Regions from separate parts of the Xenopus tropicalis genome. Here region 2 is linked to region 1. Evidence: chromatin contacts called from public Hi-C data. All regions are on one chromosome and are shown on one strand. Each heading gives the region's core, a stretch centred on a gene start, on an enhancer-like site or on the middle of the called end of the contact. The rest is flanking DNA. Distances are from core to core; before and after follow the strand shown. Region 1 holds the start of wwox (WW domain-containing oxidoreductase). Region 2 holds the start of nudt7 (peroxisomal coenzyme A diphosphatase NUDT7).

What was found. Hi-C and Micro-C count contacts between places; a contact is called where the count stands out from the background.
Region 2: a Hi-C map of neurula embryo shows a contact between it and region 1, with 2.1 times the contacts expected there. The contact joins the promoter of nudt7 here to the promoter of wwox in region 1. A contact is called at or near these places in 4 of 5 Hi-C or Micro-C datasets (brain, gastrula embryo, neurula embryo and 1 more).

What each region holds. Positions count from the first base shown.
Region 1 is chr4:54,448,839-54,452,244 of UCB_Xtro_10.0, forward strand. wwox (WW domain-containing oxidoreductase) reads right to left here and starts at 1,764. Exons shown (of 10, transcript XM_018093498.2): 1 at 1,563-1,764; 2 at 1,357-1,467. The coding sequence starts at 1,463.
Region 2 is chr4:54,616,994-54,620,399 of UCB_Xtro_10.0, forward strand. It overlaps nudt7 (peroxisomal coenzyme A diphosphatase NUDT7), which reads right to left and starts at 1,707. Exons shown (of 6, transcript XM_031900780.1): 1 at 1,599-1,707. It overlaps LOC116410395 (a long non-coding RNA gene), which reads left to right and starts at 1,799. Exons shown (of 2, transcript XR_004222354.1): 1 at 1,799-1,881.

The sequences.
Region 1 (3,406 bases), core at 514-3,013:
TATGCCTGCAGCTTGAGATTAACTCTTTACTAGCCTTTCCTTCTCCTTTAAAGTGGACCCGTCACCCAGACATAAAAAGCTGTATAATTAATTTGAAAAGGGCTTTTAACATGAAACCCAAAATAATTTTTTTATTACCACATCCATGCCCATTATAAAAGCATTTTAAAATCCCAGCTGTCAATCATATAACGCTTGCCCCGCCTCTATGCCTTAGGCATAGGGGTGGGGCAGACAGTTATTTTCACTTTCAATTCAGAACATCTTAGATGTTGCTGATGCACAAAGGTATGAAACATACCACGGTCCTCAGCGCTTTAGATAAAGTTCCAGTGAAGTACTGTGATTGCTGTGATACTGCTGCTCCTCTTACGAATATAACCCCTTTGACTGGGTCTCAAACGTGTCCAAAAAAGTGTGAAGGGAGCGCACGTATAAAGTGAAACAAAGATGAAACAAAAACAACTGATAGTGTAATAACGTTTTGAAACTTTGTTCAAATAGCTAAACTAGATGTTGCTGCACTGCTCACATTCCCCCTCCCTCCTCACCATCTAATTGTGTAACCAGTGCATGGGCAAGGGCATTAGGTCCCCCCATACTGGCACAGAAACAAGATTTTGGCAGGATGCAATGCCTGCTTTGATAACAGTGTCCACAAAATGGCCCCTGCCTGCTTGCTGCAATTGTGAATTCCAAGGCTGAAGAAAATAAGATTAAAATAATTTATATAGTGTAAGTAAAGTTTATTTTGCTTGCCAAACACAATAGAAAACAATTTGAAATTATTTCTTAAGGTGACAGGTCCGCTTTAAGAAACTTTCCAATATACATGTGTTACCCATTTCCGGTATTTGTAAACCTACTTGTCCCTTTCTGTTCTCTGGTTTAGACTCTTTAGACCAGCGGTTCTCAGCCTGTGGGTTGGGACCCCTTTGGGGGTCGAACGACCCTTTCACAAGGGTCACCTAAGACCATCAGAAAACACATATTTCCGATGGTTTTAGGAATAATTTTCTGGTTTGGGGTCACCACAACATGAGGAACTGTATTAAAGGGTCGCGGTATTAGGAAGGTTGAGAACCACTGCTTTAGACTACTTTAAAACCACTTAAATGTGGTTTAAACATTTTAAACTCATGTGTATTTGTAAGTGATGAATCCCAAGCAGCACAATGTAAGGCAGGGCTATATAAGGCAGATAGGCGGCAATATATAAGGCGGCACTCCCAGGCAGGTGCCGCACTTCCTACACACGTGGAGCAAAGATGCCGCTGCACTTCCCAATATCGCAAACTTCACTGCCTCACTCTCTAAACTTGTTCTGATTTTCCGTCCCTCCATTCAACTACGTACTTTGCATAGTACACCCAGCCATCCTTGGTGCTTCTTTCCTCCCAGCCAGGTGGCATCTCATCCTCACTGTCCGTATCGTCCAAGCCTGCGTACTTGAGGGCTGCCATGGCACTGCGGATAGAATTGTCACGTTACTAATAATTAACAAAGGAATCAGTCAGCAATCAATTCTACACTCTAGAAAAATGAGACGTCTCAACTCTCACCACTAGAGGCCGCTCGTGTTCAACAAACGGAGAGTACGGTAAAACATACAGCCGAACAGTCTTAATTTATTTCGCCGGAGAATCCCGGTTTTCTCACAAACAGCAGCTCGCTGCTTAAACGTCCCGGTGCGCCACAAATGCCTTGTTCCTAGGCTCCAGCGTGACAGCTAATCCCGCTGTCACAAGTCTCATCTCGCGAGATTGTGGCGTCACACTACGCGTATATAAGGGCATTGACACTGCGCTTAGCTGCATGTGGGAGTGAGCAGTAAGGTCTTAGTGATTAGATGTGCTAGAAAATTTCTGTGGTGGCCACGGAAACGGTCCCATTTATTTTATCTTTTTGTAAACAAGGGCAAGGTTATTTACAAATCAACAGCAAATACTTTTTTCACGATCCAAGCATTTTTGTGTAAGATAGGGACAGATTTTTGACAATTTAGGGACAAAGCAAGAACGTATAGTAATCTTTAGTAATTATTTACTCTGGCAAAACGTGCATGGTTACAATAGCCCATAACGACCAATCAGGTATTTGATTTTAATCTGGCACTTGAAACTGATTGATTAAAGTGTGTAACAGTTATCAACAACTTAGCTTAACTTTTCTTGCCTTTGGATAGAGGTTTTACATCTGTATAAGAAAGGAAGTAATTTTAATAAACACTTTTTGTACTTGCAGTCAATCATGGGCAGAATACATTTAACCACTGTTAGAGGCACACACTGGAATTCACTCAAAGCTGTTAAAAAAAGACAACTTTATTTCAGACTAGGATCTGTCTCCCCAAATTAAAAACATAGAAACACTAAAAAATAATAGTGGTTTAAAGTAATACAAATATTAAGCATTTGGTGCTTAAATGTGCCTGTGTGGTTACAGCCCCTTAAGGAAGAATGGGGTGTGTTTCTTCTGCTGTGGAATGCTGGTAGTACTTACTAACACAAATACATAACATTAGGTGCAAAAACACACAAAATGCCATTCCTTGCACAATGCAGCATTTTACACAAATTCCACTGTAAGTTTGTGTATTTGCAAAATTGTATGTGTCACAATTTGTGTGCAATTAACCAATGCAGGTGCAAATTGTGATACCATTTTTTCTTATTCCTTTATGCGTATAAGTGCAGCACTCAAGGGAAGCTCTGTAATTAACAATTCTCCAAGCCAGGAGTAAATTCTAGGGCTTTCTGTACTTTATACTTTCGCACATTTTGTGAACGCAGGCTTTACTGGTGCATTGGCACTAGGAGGGAAATAGCATCATGAATACAGTGTTATGCATCAAGTTGAACTTCCCACTTACCTTAAATATAGTAAAGCCTCAAAGTAGTTATATATGAAGGGGCGGGCTAAGCCGACCGGGCACCCCACCACGTAATGACAAGTGGTGGGGGCAATGACAAGGCAGTGCAGACTAGGGGTAGGCAGGAGAGGTTCCTGCTTGGTGCCCCCCAATCATTGCGCCCTAGGCAGTTGCCTCTTCTGCCTACCCCTAGTTCTGGCCTTGTATATATGCACAAATTAATTTTCCGAAACTGAGTTTTTTACACTCATCCTTGAGTGCATGGAGTGCTGTTGATCCTTACTGATATCCTTGTACTCTGGATACTGTTCAATTTGGCAGTTTGAAAATGTCATCTTCTGATACACCAATCCAGTACATTGTGCATCAGCAGATGAGGCAGTAAAGAGAAGCTTACTACTATTCCAATCATTTATACTCTTTGGACAAATGATCAGAATAATAGAAAGCCCTTATGCAATCTCTGTCCAGCTGGTGGGTTGATCAATCAAAGAGCATACTTGCCCAGCTCTCTGATTTTGATTTGTTTTTTAT
Region 2 (3,406 bases), core at 457-2,956, 170 kb after region 1:
ATGCATACAACCCCATTGACCCCAGACATTTCAGTAAGATACCTGCAGAAAATGAATTTAAAGGCACAGTAACACCAAAAAATTAAAAAGTTTTCTTTTTTACAGAAGATGAAATATAATGTACGGTTGCCCTGCACTGGTAAAAGTTGTGTGCTTGCTACAGTAACGCTACTATAGTTTATAACAGGGGTCCCAACCTTTCTTAATCGTGAGCCACAGTCAAATGTAAAAAGACTTGGAGAGCAACACAAGCACCATAAAGGGCTAAGATTGGCTATTGGGTAGCCTCTATGCACACTATCAGCTTACAGGAGGCTTTATTTGGTAGTAAATCTTGTTTTTATTCAATCAAAACTTACCACCAAGTCAGGAATTCAAAAATAACTACCTGGCTTGGGGGCACTGAGAGCAACATCCAAGGGGTTGGTGAGAAACATGTTGCTCATGAGCCACTGGTTGGGGATCACTGGTTTATAATATAAATAAGCAGGGGTAGCCATTCAAGCTGGAAAAAGGCACAGGTTTACAGCAGATAACCTCTATAGAATACAATAGTATCATATATGTTATTTACTGTGTGCCTGTGCCTTTTCTCTTTCGAATGGCTGCCCCCGTGGCCACACTGCAGCATTTTGTATATAAAACATAGTACAGGTATAGGACCCATTATCCAGAATGCTCAGGACCAAGGGTATTCCGGATAAGGGGTTTTTCCGTAATTTGGAGCTCCATACCTTAAGTCTACTAAAAAATCAATAAAACATGAATTAAACCCAATAGGATTGTTTTGCCTCCAATAAGGATTAATTATATCTTAGTTGGGATCAATTACAAGGTACTGTTTTATTTCTACAGAGAAAAAGGAAATCAGTTTTAAAATTCTGAATTATTTGATTAAAATGGAGTGTATGGGAGATGGGCTTTCCGTAATAAGGGATCTCATACCTGTAGTAATTCTGAGGCAAACACACCAGTTGTACCAGTGCAGGAAAGCAGTACATTATATTGGAATGACTTGTATACATTTTAATTTTTTGGTGTTACTGTTCCTTAAAGAGATTCTTAAGAGTTAAGGATTAATCTCAGAAAACATGCCCCCCCATCACATCACAGAGTAGAAGTAGAATCACAAACCACATGTAGTAGGAAGCAGACTGTAGTGCAGACAGGTAGGACTGGGAGGGTAGAGTTACTGGTGCTGGCTTTAGAAGGGACAGTTGTAAGCTGCTTTCTGCACCACACAGTCCCACTGTATGATATGTATTACAGTCTTACATTAACTCAGAACGCCAAAATAAGAGAAAATCACATAACCCAGAATGCCAAATTGCAGCTCAGCAATGTACATTCGCACTTGATATTAAAAAAAAAAACCCGAAACTTGGCAGGTTTTTAAAGTACAAAACCGGCAGAAGCTCCAAAAACTACACCAAATCTGTACAATCGTGGGTCCGAAAACCTTCCACTGCTTTATAAAAGCAACTCAACCCTGCCCCACGCCACCCCAAAATATTTGAGTTATAGTTTCTGTTATAGTTTAAGGATCACGCAAAATAATACAAGACATCATCAACCCCACTATTAGTACAATCACAAACCAAACGCAGGCTGTAGCGCTGTCACGTTGCAACTAAGAGGGTGGAGCTGAGGGTTGCTGCTAGGAGAAACAGAAAAGGAAGCCTCTTTCCGCACTGCCCTTATCCTGCTGCATGCTGGGTATTGTAGTTTTACATTACCCTTTGCGGAAGGAAAGACGTAAAATAAAAACTAGTTACCCAGCATGCACTGGGTACTAACTAACTAGGTATTCACCGATATCTGCAAAGCTGCACCAGGCACGTTCTGAAAACTTTGCAACAAGAAGCCAAAATCCGTACACTGGTGGGTTTCTATAATGAAAACTTAACCAAGTTCTTTTTTTTTTTTTTTTTAAATATAAACTGCAAATGTTATTTTTCGAGTCACATTGGTGACCTATGCTGATATCTGTAAAGTGCTCAATTAGTCAAACCTAGTGCATGCTGGGTAATGTAGTCTCTCTTACTTTTGTATACATTGGTGACCTCTGCTGAAAAGTGCTCAATTAGGCAATACCTAGTGCATGCTGGGTAATGTAGTCTCTCTTACTTTTGTTTACTGCAAAGGTTAAGGTAAAACTTCAACACCCAGCATGCAATGGGACTGGGAAGTGCAGAAAGTAGCTTCTTATTTTTAAATTCATGTTTCTTCTACCACCCCCCCCCCCTTCCAGTCAAACCATGTGGGAGGTGGTTGTGGTATGTGATCCTTGGTTGATCCTTAATGTATAACTCTCAAGATCTCTTGGGTTGCTGCGAGTTATATTCAACACACCCACAAGTATATCATGCATGGTGTAAATGCAACGCCTTTAATCAATTTTTTTCAATTAACTTACTAGCATGTTTGAGGTTAATGTAATACTTTTTTTCTTAGATACCTGGATGTTCTTTCTTTTCCTGGCCCAATATTTAGTACTACAAACATGCAGCAAATGTTGGATAATGTAGTTTGTCTACAGACTAGTGCCAGTAGCTCATGTTGAAGTAAAACTACTAGAACCTGCATGCACTGGGCACCCATGGCAGTTGGCCTAGTATGCAATGGATATAAATATTTTAGCGATGAGTGACATTGAAGAGCAGGCACTGGCATGGTTACTGGGGTATTTTCACATATAATCTTTTTTTTATTTCCTTGGTTTTTTAACTGCACATATTGGTTTTTTTTGGGTACTTTTAAGGTAGATTTTGGCTGGTTTTGTGACAGACTTTGGCTTGTTTTGAAAATCAGATCTGAAAACCCTGATTGCTGCAGATCTGTGCAACCTTTTCTTTGAAGTGTATGCTCAACCTTTCCTCCCTCAGCTTGCAATTTAATTTAAACAGCTGTTATGCAAACAGGCTTGCCCTTTGGTGCAAATTATTATTCCATTCATTCGTGTGGGAGGCTGGTAGTGCACAGATAATAGATTTTTGTGTGGTACATGAAGGTTTCCTCTAAACTAGCAGTTCAGTGCCAAGTCAGGTCGGATGGGAGCCCCCCTGGCAGGGGGCTGCTTGACAGTGGGGAGCCAGACTAGGGGTATGGAGAGAGGAGAGGTACGTGCCTATATACACCCAAGCCTCACCACAAGTCCCACCCCATTCACAACCCATGAACAGTGCTTTTTTTAATATCGGGTCCCCCACTGGAGTACATTTGTTATTGCTGTTGCAGGTGGCTTCACCCTATAAAAACACTCAAGCACATTTTGAAGCTAAAAACTGCCTGCACCAGCAAGTGGTTTATACTGAAGTCTAGGGAAGGTAGAATGGATGATTTTGTGCATGTTTTCCATGTGTAGAAAATCTGCCTAGTGTGACATTTACTTTTCTATTGAGCTGTG